Regions from separate parts of the Xenopus tropicalis genome. Here region 2 is linked to region 1. The links are chromatin contacts, called in public Hi-C maps. All regions are on one chromosome and are shown on one strand. Each heading gives the region's core, a stretch centred on a gene start, on an enhancer-like site or on the middle of the called end of the contact. The rest is flanking DNA. Distances are from core to core; before and after follow the strand shown. Region 1 holds the start of tbx3 (T-box 3). Region 2 holds the start of lhx5 (LIM homeobox 5).

Region 1 (6,760 bases), core at 1,586-4,085:
AGTGAATGTTAGAACCTTAATGTATGTGCGGTTGTGGCCCATGAATGAGTGGCTACATCCCATGTTACTGTGAGTGGCCCTGTACAGTATACTTATGTGCTGAGTACACTAACAGCAACATGCAGCCAAGGAGACAGCTGGCAGGTCAGTCTATTGGTTACTCTTACTTTATATGTCGGACTGGGCCTGTCAGTCCCCCAGCCCTCACCCCCCCCCCCTCCGTCCCCTAACACAAACACAATCAGTCTGTGTGTTTATTCACGCTGTGCAAATCCAGCTTGCACTAACATTAGGGATGCACAGCCAGAGGCACCGGCTGGGACACACTTCTAGGGGAGCCCTGCTATATACACATACTGCAATAGAGCTTCCAATGAGAAAACATTCGCAGTTTAGCACTACTTCACTCTCAGTAAATGTAATTACAGGTCTATTCAATGGCCACTAGGTCTGGGGTGGATGTCGGGAAATGTAGTTTTGGGGTGAAGCAAATAACACCGCATGCCTGCCCTTGATTTATTATGTGCTGTGGGCAATAGCTAATTTGATAGGAAGTTTTGTGCGCCTAATTATTTCTTTAAATAATCAAGAGCTTTGGAAAAGAGACTCACTGGTGCCAGAAAACAACCAGTCTATCAACCAACTATCTGTATTTCTATATCTATCTATCTATCTATCTATCTATCATCTATCTTCCAACTGTCTGTATATCTCTAGTTAACAGCTTCTTTTTTACCATTCAGCACTTTATTTTATATCTTCTTTTTTATCAATCAATCCAAGCATCTATTTTCTATAAGACTAGCACCTATCCATCTAGCTGTCTGTCTATCTATCTCTCTATCTGTATTTCATTGCTTATGTCTACCATTAATATATTTTCTCCCGCCTTTCTCTGTATCTGTCTTAATATATCTCGTTACAGTTGTTTCTATCTTTTATCTATCTATCTATCTATCTATATTTCTATCTAATCTATCGATAGAATAACTGTTCTTCTATACAGAGAAGGGAAGAATGTGCCCCTTCATCTCCCACCGCCTTGATCCCAGTTTCAGAGAGCGATCCCCCTCCCTTACAATATATCCTGGTGAATGAGAGTGATCCGAGACTCAGGCCACTAAACAGACTTGACCAGTCTGGCGCCGAATGCTCTTAAGTATGTGAGTGAAAAATGCGCTGTTGGGAGGGCTAATCACTTCAGATGTTCCGCTCCTATCTCAGTGCATTTAGCTCACAATGCTGCGCCTTCCTCCAGCCACTAACAATCTGCTTCCCCATCTCCCCTCGCCTTAACCCTTTCAGCTCACTGGCTTCGCGGGGCCCAGGCACAAATCTTAAGGGGAAAGTTTTGCTTTGTACGCGTCCTTAACATATGGGAATTGAAAAATGATTTTTACTTTATAAACGGGATGTGTTAACTAACAGCTAAGCATTCACCCAGGCATATATATATATATATTGGGCTGGGCCCCTGGTCTCAACAGATCTACCCCCCCCCCCCCCAATTGACTGGGGAATACAGGCAGCAACAGAGCCAGTGAGTGGACATTTCACGGGTTGTCTTACAAATGATGTCTTGATTGCCGGACAGATAGGCTTGGGGGCAGAGAAAGGCTACAGGGCTGGCAATCTGTGCATGTGATCCCAGGGTGAGATATCACACGGAATTAGTGCAAAGGAGAAACACTGATGTCTGGGAGATTAGAGGCTTTATCCCAGCAAATTACACTTTCTCCCCAGCCTGGCTGGGGGGGGGGGTAGTTTTGCTCTGGGAAAAAATAATAGAGACAGTAGGAATGTACCTCAGTATCGCACACTGACGCAATGTAAAACGCTGTATTTTATACAGAGCAGTCTGGCCGATGTGATTATACACTACTCAACCGGTCCAGTGACCATCACTAGCGCAAATGTAGCCAATTTAAAATCTATATAACTCCATCATTTTATGGTAGGATTTTATGGATTAAGTGATCAGACTCCTAAAGACCGATAGTTTTAGGTCAGTAACAGAATGGCACAGGATTCCCACCTACATTTAATTAACACCGATATATTTATAGACAAATATGTAGGGGATCGGGAGTGACTAGTACAGAGCCAATTTCGGTAGCAAGCGCTGGCATGAGCGCAGGGTATGCGGGCGGTTGCGCTCCCCGGGCAATCAGTGCGCCGCTTCCCACAGGGATGGGTTGGATGATGGGAATGTTCTTGGGTCTCGGTCCAACCCACACATGCCCCGAGCCGCTCGCACTTATCCTTCCGGCCATTGTGACGGGGCAAGGCGATGAAATGGGAGTCCCACTGAGAGGCTGATGATAAGTCGGGGCTGGAGTTGGCCGCAGAGGCTGCGCAAGCAGCGCCAGAGCTGTAGATGGAGGGTGAGGGAAAAGCCTCAGTGCACACGCACAGCCCTCCCCCTCCCCCTGGGTGCATGTGTTTTCTCTCCCTTTCCTAGCAAGCCACCTAGAGGTAAGTGCCTTTCCCTGCCAGGCAGGCAGCGGCTGAATAGCTGGCTGTGTTCTTCCAGCCCCCGCTACACCTTCCTGCCGTGTCCCCTCCCATCTGATCATGTTGACATATTCACACGGCATTATGTAGTAGTGATGCTTTGCTGCAACGCTACAGCTTCCGACACCTTCTTTTTATAACTCAGCCCTGTCCCCATCCAGTAGACCTGTCAAAACCCCGCCTATGGAGCCACACAATTGGTCCGAAAGCGTCAAAGGGCCAATCAAGTAGGTCTGGGCTCCTCGCATTGCCACAACACATCCCTGGGATATGGTGTAAGGAGAGGCTCCATTCACACACAGGATACTTGAAGCGGGGACTGTCTCTTTCCTCTGTCTTTTCTCTCCCACCCTCTCCTCTTCCTCTGTAACCCCATCTCCCTCTTTCTGCTCTCTCTTCTGACACTGGCACATTCTCCGGGAAGGGAGGCTGCTATTTATTAAAAAAAAGGAGGACAAAGGGAAGCAATCCATTTGGGGGAACAGCGGAAGCACCAGAGTGCAGTACAAAATAGACATCTGCATCTTCACTCTTAATCCTTACCTGGAGCTGTGACAGCCGCTGGGGCTGCCGGAGAAGTTGCTGCTTGCCCAGAGAACACGGACTGCCCCAGTCTCTCCGATCGCCGCACAAGTGAAACTCTCGCAGGAGGATAGCTGAGCGGGGAATTGCATTTCTTCCTCTCTCTATTCGAATTAAAGCCTGAGAATAACCCGGCAGTCTCTTGTGTCAATGCTGGGTTTTGCCACATTAATGTGCCCGTGAAGATCCCTCACACTGGACTGAGCCCCGAGCTGTGAGATCCAAAGGGTGCAAGTGAATGAATTTACCCATGAGAGATCCAGTGATTTCAGGGTCAGCCATGGCTTACCATCCATTCCTATCCCACAGGGCACCAGACTTTGCAATGAGTGCTGTTCTTGGACACCAACCTCCCTTTTTTCCAGCTCTGGCTCTGCCACCCAATGGGGCTGCTCTTTCCCTTCCTGGTGCCCTGGCCAAGCCCATCATGGATCAATTAGTGGGTGCCGCAGAGACTGGCATCCCCTTTTCATCTTTGGGTCACCAGGCAGCTGCTCATTTGAGGCCTCTTAAAACCCTTGAACCAGAAGAAGAAGTTGAAGACGATCCAAAAGTCCACCTGGAAGGCAAGGATCTCTGGGAACAGTTCCACAAAAGGGGGACAGAGATGGTCATCACAAAATCTGGGAGGTGAGTCTCAGCCTTTGTCTTCATTATACATTAGAACTGGTTTTAAACTCACCTAGAGACTTGGCCATGGGGCCCCCCTGTACAGAAGTGCACTATCCTCTGCCACTATCATTGCACAGATCTGCAGATTCCTGTGCCATTTCCAATTCACCTGGCACTCCTTATTTCCTTACTCTGCAGTAACTGCAATGCTTGTATGTATCATCATGCGTGTGTTTCTACTTGTTTGTATGTAAATCTGTGTTGGGGAATATGTTTGTCAGATCGACAAAAAAAAACAAAACAAAAAAACACCTTTAACCCCAAGACTAAAATACAGCAGAACATTTTGGGGTTATAAACACAAGTTAAAACTTTTCGGCGCACAAATATCAATGGTAAAAGAACACAAATACAATGTATTTTAGAAGTGACATATAATCGTCACTTTTCTTCTGACATTTAGTAAACGAATGATTTTATTCCAACTCGTTTATCTCCTTTCCAGCAGTATAAAGGTTTATTGCTGCAATTGTATTTACTATATTTAGGCCCTGAGTGCGGCGTCTCCCACTCCCTCCTGTCTGTTAGCTGCGGTCAAAGTTTTGCACCAAAGGTTGGAAGAATTCTGTCTCTTTATTACATATATTTCCTGAAATGCTGAACATATCTCGGCAGCTTATAACAGATACAAAATAACTTTATGGCATGTTATACTGGCGATTTCAAGAAGTCAGCTTCTTATCACTGGTGTTAAATGCCTTGTGGTTATATCTCTGTGGCGTATTGTAAATGTGTGTATACACGCACAGTCACAGTATATGGATAGTATACGGATAATTCAAAAAAGACGGTCAAACCATACTGCCAGCAATCTGCATTTTTGATAGCAGGTATATAAAAGGCCTCAAATTTACTACTCTACACACAAACACAAAAACTTCACCTGGTTAGAGTGCAGTTTACTACAAGCAGAAAAATAAAATGTGGCAATTCCGATGAAAACCTCATTCTGTAGTGATCAGTAATGAATAAAATAGATTAGGCCCATCTGAACTCACAGCAATGCAAACATTCCCACACACACAATAAACAAACAAAAATAAGAATGTATATAGGTAAATGAATCCAGAGGAAGGGAAGGCTCCCCAAACCCTGGGAATCCAAGAGCCATACAAGCACGGCGTCCAACTGGAGTTTTTCTTGAATGAAAACTAGATTATCTATGACTTGGGCAACTCTTTGGGCCTGTAAATTGCACTTTTGGTTATATTTATGGAGGAGTGTATATTTTGTATAAAAAAGCTCTAGTGTTGACTTTGGAATTGAAAAAGTATATATATATATTGTTTTGTGTAGGAGGATGTTTCCCCCATTTAAAGTGAGGTGCTCTGGTCTGGACAAGAAAGCCAAATACATTCTGCTGATGGACATTGTGGCTGCAGATGACTGCAGGTACAAGTTCCATAACTCCCGATGGATGGTGGCTGGAAAGGCCGACCCCGAAATGCCCAAACGAATGTACATCCACCCAGACAGCCCGGCCACTGGGGAGCAATGGATGTCCAAAGTAGTGACTTTTCATAAACTCAAACTGACCAATAATATCTCGGATAAACATGGATTTGTAAGTATCTTTATCAGTATTTATTTTCTCTCATCTTAACGTATGTGTTTTTGCTGTGTGTCACTTATAGTGAAATGTACCGTTTTTAAATCAGTTTAGGAAAAATCACATTTGTTGTAGACTAAGCAGCATCTGTGTAAATAATATTCATTATTAATACTGTAACTTTGAGATGCAGTTTATTTGTGCAAGTCTGTAGTTTTAGGAAAGTCTGTAAATGTATAAAACAAATAACAAGGTTAATCACAACTGCACAAGTCTAAATTTGTAATGTAAATGTGTGTGCTCCTTGTAGTTTATATAGTGTGCATCTTATATAAGATATTTTCCTTCAGGTTGGATAAAAAAAAATAATGCAATGCCCACTCCACACAAATTGATGGCCCTCTTAATGTGGTTGATGAAAGGAGTTGACTAATTAGATAAAATAGGCATGCTGATTAGGGAGGATAGAACTAATAAGTGATACCAGATTTTCTGTTCTCTAGTTGGGACCTGAGGGTTTGTGTGCTTGTATCTTTCACTTGCCTATGTTTTCATTTCTTATTGTACAGCTATATAACCCTATGGAAATATTACAAACTTTAACCCTGTGTTGCAGAAGGGAATATTTCATGCACTGACTTGCCAGTCTCTCTCCTCTAATAAATACACTAACACTGTGTGGAATTGTTCTCTTTGTTAATGTCTGCTGTGAAGCCTAAAACAATCAAATAGATGTGTTGTCTGTCAGTACAATCATTTTATTTGTGTGCACTGTAGAAAACAACGGGTTATTTTATATTTTGTCCTGTTTTCCTTGCAGACTATTTTAAACTCCATGCACAAATACCAACCCAGGTTCCACATAGTGCGAGCTAATGACATTCTGAAATTACCCTACAGCACATTCAGAACTTATGTGTTTCCTGAGACAGAATTCATTGCAGTGACTGCATACCAGAATGATAAGGTAAGAAGCTTATAGGGATTTAACCAATGTGTCTGGGTTTTGCCCCCTTATTTTCTATTTCTGTATGCCGCTATTGCCATTGTTACTTCATTGTTAAATCAAAAGTGATGTGATCCTAATTACCACCTCCAGTTTGCAAACCAAGTACGAATAAACATCATCAATGTATCCTGAGAATATGATTCTGGTTTTACTAGGTGCCCTACTTCTGTCATTACTAGGTCTCCATGAAAATGAGATGTAAAATAACATGCTGCATATTAATATTTAAGTATGTGCAAGATAATGGACGTTTGGGATTGTTTAATAGCTGATTCCTATGCCTTGCTGAAGAGATTCAATTTAAATAAGCTATACAATCTGTAAAGAAGCCTTGTTTTTGTGGGAGAATTTTATATTAAGTAAAATTAGTCAATAAACCCCCATACAAACACATACACATACAAGTACCTACCTCTGCCATTATAAAACATGTT
Region 2 (6,760 bases), core at 1,679-4,178, 370 kb after region 1:
TTTGAGATACAGGTTTGAGTGTACCTAAAAGCAAAAACAAATTGATCCCATTATTTTTTGTCAGTTAGTACTCACGTGCATTTAGAACTGCATTGCATTCAAGTTCTATTGCATTTTTTAATGCATCATGCTGAATTTTGTGTGCTTGCAGTATGTTCACAAGACAATAGAATGGAGTGTTGGGGTTGGAACTCACAAAAACGTACTAAGAAATGTTGCATATGTGTTTTTATGTGCTCAGCCTTTCTATACACATTAAAAAAATGCGCGTGTTTAAGAGCCTTTATATGGATACTTGCTATAAACACAATGCATAGTAATTAGGCAGTGGGTTCATGGCCTCTAATTATGTTTATTTTTCACTATATCGCCAAGGCTGGTAAACGATTACAAGGAAACAGAGTAAACCAAGCTTTCACCTATACATTGACCAATTGTCTGTCTCTTGAGTGCTGTTTTACACAAAAAAGCTCTGCAGTATCCTATAAAAATCACCTCACAAGACAAACATCAGTGTCTCTCAAGCAGATGCTAGCACATTTAAGTTATAGGGGACAATGGAGAAAATTTGTGGTACTATGGCCCAGCAAGTATATGCAACTTAAAATATCCAGTGGACAAAATGCCCTTGGGCAGATTTAGAAAAATAACAAACTGTATGCCCTATATTTGCTCAGTAATGCTCTACACATGCTCAGTTGCTTGGCCAATGGTGGAAACTTCTTTTGCTTTAGAAGAATTAAGGTTTAGGTAATGAGGTAGTTTACCTTCAAATTCATTTTGTAAAGATATTCTGAGACAATCTGCAATTGTTTCTTTGTGATTTTTTTTAATTTTATTTTTTTATTCTCCAGTTTGGATATCTGGTCATTAGATGAATAGAAAAGGGTGTAAACAAAAAGATAAGCCATAAAAAGTAACAGTACAAATGTTACAGGCATCTGCTTTTTGTTTTTGTCAGTGACCCCAACAACCTGATAGAATTTTTGAAATTTAAGGTGGAAAAAGGCGGAACAGAAAAGCAAATAATTAAAAACACCACATGAAGTAAAAAAAATAAAGACCAGTTAAGTTACTAAGAATAAGGCAATCTATAACATACTAGATGTTCCTTTGAAGGTAGCCTTCCTCCTTAATTACATAATAATTTTCAATTTATATATAACATTGTGAAAATAACTTACAAAACAATAATAAACAGCATTGTAATATGTGGTACAGCAATTATTTGCAATGAACTAATTCTGACATTATTTTAGATTTATATACAGCCTATCTGTGATGCAAAATTAAACATGAACCATAGTAATCTACTGATATCTTATGCCAAGTAAGCTGTCTTTACTTGCTACTACAACAAGATCCAATGGGCCCAAAAATGCTTTCAGTTCTCTGCTATAGAATATTAGACAGATCATATAGCTAGGCAGAAATAATTGGCTTGGTTTTAAGGAACCTATTAATTACACAACTGCTCTTTTTAAGAATGTATCAATTTAATTACTTTAACTCTGACCAGGTATCATCCAGGAATGAAAGGGTTACTGGCAGGATTGGTTTGGGCTTTGCTTTACAAAGAAACAGGAGGGGGGTCTGGAATTTTGTTTTCACCTAATCCAGATTTTGTATGTGAATAGGACAGTAGGAGGGAATTCCCTGTAGGACTCCCTAACCACCCCAAACACCAAGGTAAATAAACTTAGCATTAAGCAAACAATTAATACACTGCCCTTTCATAGAACTTCATTATGATGCTGTTTTCTCCACCCAGTTAACCTCTCTATAACTGAATCTGCATGTGAAACACCTAGCTCGTTAGCACTGCAGGGGTTAAACGGGTTTGCCTGTTTCTCAGTACAGCTAGCACACTTACTGATACAAAGTGTCACATACGACTCATAAGTGGCAAACAGAATAATACTGGGGTTATTTTAAGGGATGGGTCTGGCACTGTATATATGAAAGATTAGGAAACGGCATAATTATACTAATTACGCTTTGTTTACATTTGAAAGGGGAACTCAGGCTATTCAGAAAATAACTCATTTCTGATCTATTAACTCCATATGGCACTGCTGCAAGCCAAACAAACTGCTAAATAGTAAATAGAAGATGCATACAGTATAATGTAACAGATCGTTGCTGCTCTCAGAGCCTTGGGCACGAATTGTTTGCGTGGAATGCTGACAAACTGTACATACGAGACCCCAGTCACACCAGCAAGAAAGAGAAACACATGGCTGGCAAGATCTTAAAGTAAATGAAATATAAAAGCGGTTTCTATGAAGTGCACAAATAAGGTCTGGCTGTACACATACTAATGCGCGGCCAGATTTGCCCAGGGCAGATAGATAGGGTTAGGAACTGCTAATGCTCCTGCTCTGCATGACAAAGCTGAGTAGCGCTTGGGAGAAAAGGTAAGAGCGCTGCTTCTGTACAAATGCATAGAGCACCCCTGGGTGAGGGGGCATTGCATTGCTTTAGGGTAACTCCCTTTTCAAGCTAGTGGAAAGCCCCTGCACGTTATGGAAAGGCTTATGTAGGTTTCCACAACAGAGCCTAAAGAGATGCTAAGAGGGAAGCTTTTGTCCTTTTAACGTGCTGCATGTTGGCACTGTTGCATAGGCACTCCTCCTCTTATAAAATGCTGAGCAAAACAGCCTAAATATTATTTCTAAGCATTCGGATCCTCAAGGAGAAATACCCTCTACTTTGTAACCAGAATGAACTCCTAGCAGCATCTCTCCTCCAAGCCTTCACCGTGCCAAGGACCATTCTCCAGCCAATATAGATGTGCTATAAATTAACTGGTAACCATGGTTACTGCGTGCTGATTGGCAGATCGCTTGCCGACGTTCCCTGGGACGTCACAAAATCTGAATAAGGATGCGCGAATTGCCAAGCTTGGCACTCAGAGCCGATTATGGGGCACAGAGGTGGAACGGGAGAAAGTGACATCTAGGATACTGAAGTAGGACACCCTAGCAGCCTGGCTGTGGGAGCACCGGAACGCGGAGTATGAGGGAATAAAAGACAATACTGGCCACCTGTCATCTGAGCATTGCCACAGAGACAACATCGGTGAACACCAAGCGCCCCCAAGACTGTGCCAGAGATTCCTGCCAAAGGGCCCACTGGGACTAAACTAACACTTGGAGGGTGTGGGTCAGGGTCTATGAGGATTTCACTGGAGTGGGCTTCTGCTGCTAATACTAGCTTCAACTATGATGGTCCATTGCGCTGGGTGTGAGAGGCCCATCCTGGACCGATTTCTACTCAATGTCCTGGACAGAGCCTGGCACGTCAAATGTGTGCAATGCTGTGAGTGTAAATGCAACCTGACCGAAAAATGCTTCTCCAGGGAGGGCAAGCTCTACTGCAAAACAGACTTCTTCAGGTAAGGAGTTGGCATGGCCTGGTGCCTTGCTTGGTGTCCTAACCGCCACCTGGGAATGAGTGGGGCACCATTCAGGGAAAATGTTATGGCTTAGGCTGACCTTTTTTTATTTATTGCGCCTACCCTACCAGTGCGACTGCTTGGGCACAGAGCATTTCGATATTACATGCAAAATATTTTCTATATGGGGAACATGGGTGCATATAGGTTTCAAGTTATTTTGTATGTATGTAGAAACTTATTCGTAAAGCGCTACAATGATAGGCAGCGCTGTACAATTATACAAGGTAAAAAAGTACAAACAAAGATCAATAAATAAAGAATAAATATAAGGATGTGGTAAGAGACACAGTAGGAAGGAGGTGCCTGTCCCTTTTAGATCCTAAAATCTTTTATTCAACCTATTTTAGTATAAATAATAATTCCTGAGTGCAACTGTCCTTTTCTCTCCTATACTTATATATATCTTTTCAATTGGTAGTAAAAGTAAATAGGGTAGATACAACTATACGAAAGCTTGTAGGAACCTTAATACAGGGGACATATCAAGAACACTATTACATTTGTAGATTTGAGTATTGAGAAGCCTAATCACAGAGGCTGGTCTGGTGTTGCCTGTGCATATTTGGAAAATATATGATACTTTTTTCAGGAAATAACACATGATGGGCAGCGAAACACAAGGCTGTTCTGGATTAGTTGTCAGTTTAATATAAGCAGTTGCTGAAAATCCCCTATGTTTTATTGGGCCGGGACCCTCGGGTCACATTGGTTCTTTTAACACCTTATAATAAGTAACGGATCCAAACATTTCAGTACATGAGCACTATTATTATAAAAGTAAAGAAAGGTTTAAATGAATCAACAAAGCAATCCGACAGGCTACTGTACTCTGGCTATTGTGTAAATAAGGAACAGATTTGGACAATGAGCCCCACCAGATACTGTGGGCCAGATTCCCACCTAAGAGTGATTACAATTATCCTTTCTCTATCTAAAAGAAGATAAAATCTATCTGATATACAAACTAGCAGCTCACTAAACATTTTGGATATTAACATCGTTTGGGATCAATTATCGTTTTCACTAAGTTTAAACCAAACTTTTAATCAATATTAACATCATATATTAAGGTCAGGGGGACAAAGTATAAAACTCAGACATGTATACCTGTATGTGTATGTAGGCAATGGAAAATGAGTGTTATTAGCTCCTTCATGATAAAATAACGTTTTCAATGTTCTGACTTTTAGCTACCCATAATGCATTGTTTTCACCCACAATGCATTTAGTTACCTGTTCTTTTATTTCCAGTGATGCTAAGGCTTCTTTATTCATTGGATATGTCAAACAATCCGTTCATTAATAAAATGTATCAGAAACCTTATTGAAACACACAATATAAAGGATACATAACGGTTTGGAAGATATTGAGCTTCAGTAAATAGAGGCCCGTGTATATTTTACTTCTTTGTGTATTTGGAGATGCCCCAATGTACTATATAGCTCATGTGAAGTTGCTTCATTATCAGCTTCTAATTTATATTACTGCAGCTCAAAAAGAGAATACCATCAAGCTTAGGCAATATACGGTTCTTTTACTCTGAACAAATACAAGCATCTGTGTAATTTCTCCAGCTTCTAAAAAAATCTTTTATTCATTTTATAGAATATCCGAATTGTTAAACTGTATATCTTACTTATCTTACTATAAATATATAATGCTACTTTTACAGTGAATACAGAAAAACCATATTCTCAGTGCACATCAGTGCCATTTACACATTAACTGAAGAGTCCCCAGGCATAGAACAATGGGGTATCCATATTAAAATAGAGCGACAATGTTCCATTTGTCAGAGCCCCTGATTGCAGAGGAGTTCCCAGTAAAAACAGGGACTGGGGCATTGGTTTCCATTAAGCAGAAGGCTTTTGTCATGTTAAACCCGAAATTCTACTTGCTTACATAGGTTATTGTTCCAAATCTCTTCATGTAAATAAGACAGTTTAGTTCTTTTTTTATGCAACGAATTATATTTGTTTTTTGGCTGATGGGCTCAGTGAATGTTTTGTTTTTTTGCAAGTCGGGCAGTGATAAGGTTAATAATGCGATCTCACATAAAAATGTCCTTAATGTAACTTTACGGTCCATGAATAGCCCCTCCCAAGTAATGTGCAAACTCTTTAGGAGCATTTAATGATTTTTGATAAGGTGCAGGTGAGCTAATTATTTTCTTGGATAAGGCAGGCATGACTTATGACCTCTAATACAGTCACTAAATCAAAGTCACTGGATGCATGGCGTGAACATCCACAATGAAAGGTTTGGCCATAAAACCCTGCCCAGACTGAGAAACAAATAAGAACAATGTCTATTCACTGGGTTTTATGTTGTATTTATTGCGTTTCAAAACAATTCCTTGCTCTAAAACATAACCATATATATGTTTGCACACACACATTCTCCCTCACATTGTGTTTTTGATAGTTTAAAATATGTAAACCTTGTATTATAAAAAACAAACATCACTATTACAATCACATCTAAATATTTATATCTTCGCTAGCAGTAAAATTATAAATATATTTTTATCATTGTGTTTGCTCATACCATTGTGTATAGGCGCACTACACCCCATGTAGCATTTTGCAGATTAAATAAACCATATTTAATAACCAATTTTGCCGTTTCGGACCTATTTTTAAGATTCTCATTCTTCCTAAATAGAAAAGCATTTTTTTGATACAAAAATTCTTCAAGCGTTTGTTTTATCCAAACAGGATATATGGTTTGTGGATACCAAGGTATGATTTGTGCACCAATAAATTGTGCCCGACGCATATCGGGAGACATTTCAGCAGGTCCTGCCGCTTCGCTTTGCAGAATCACTAAATAGAATTCACAAGGAACATTAATCTACTGTTTTTCTTCAAATGAAGCTTCTGATTTAATAGATTTCTTTTCCTTATCAACTCCCCACTGATCTGTCAAAAAACAGCCCCATGCACCTTTTATGGTTAGAGCTTGAAAACAGGAACAGTTCGCACTTAAAAAAAACGAGTTTTATAAAATCACATTTAAAAAAACCCCAATAAGTTCAGAAAGTACAGTGCAAGTGCAATTGTGGCAAATTAGCTCATTAGCGTATCTAGGTTTTAAAATAATTCGTTTTCTTTAGTGGAATTGTTTAAAAGTGAAAGGTACAATTCAAACGATATAGGTGTAAAATTGTGGGTAATAAAATATCCATCGGAATGTTATGGATAATATTACTCATTTTTACATTTGTAAAGAAAAGAATCTATAATGTAGATAATGTAGATATTACATTATTGCTAATGCGCAAAGGATAGAAATGTGTA

What was found. Hi-C and Micro-C count contacts between places; a contact is called where the count stands out from the background.
Region 2: a Hi-C map of gastrula embryo shows a contact between it and region 1, with 2.2 times the contacts expected there. The contact joins the promoter of lhx5 here to the promoter of tbx3 in region 1. A contact is called at or near these places in 2 of 5 Hi-C or Micro-C datasets (brain and gastrula embryo).

The regions. Positions count from the first base shown.
Region 1 is chr1:145,772,406-145,779,165 of UCB_Xtro_10.0, forward strand. tbx3 (T-box 3) reads left to right here and starts at 2,836. Exons shown (of 7, transcript NM_001032353.1): 1 at 2,836-3,726; 2 at 5,065-5,332; 3 at 6,138-6,284. The coding sequence starts at 3,335.
Region 2 is chr1:146,142,395-146,149,154 of UCB_Xtro_10.0, forward strand. lhx5 (LIM homeobox 5) reads left to right here and starts at 2,929. Exons shown (of 5, transcript NM_001016082.2): 1 at 2,929-3,397. The coding sequence starts at 3,225.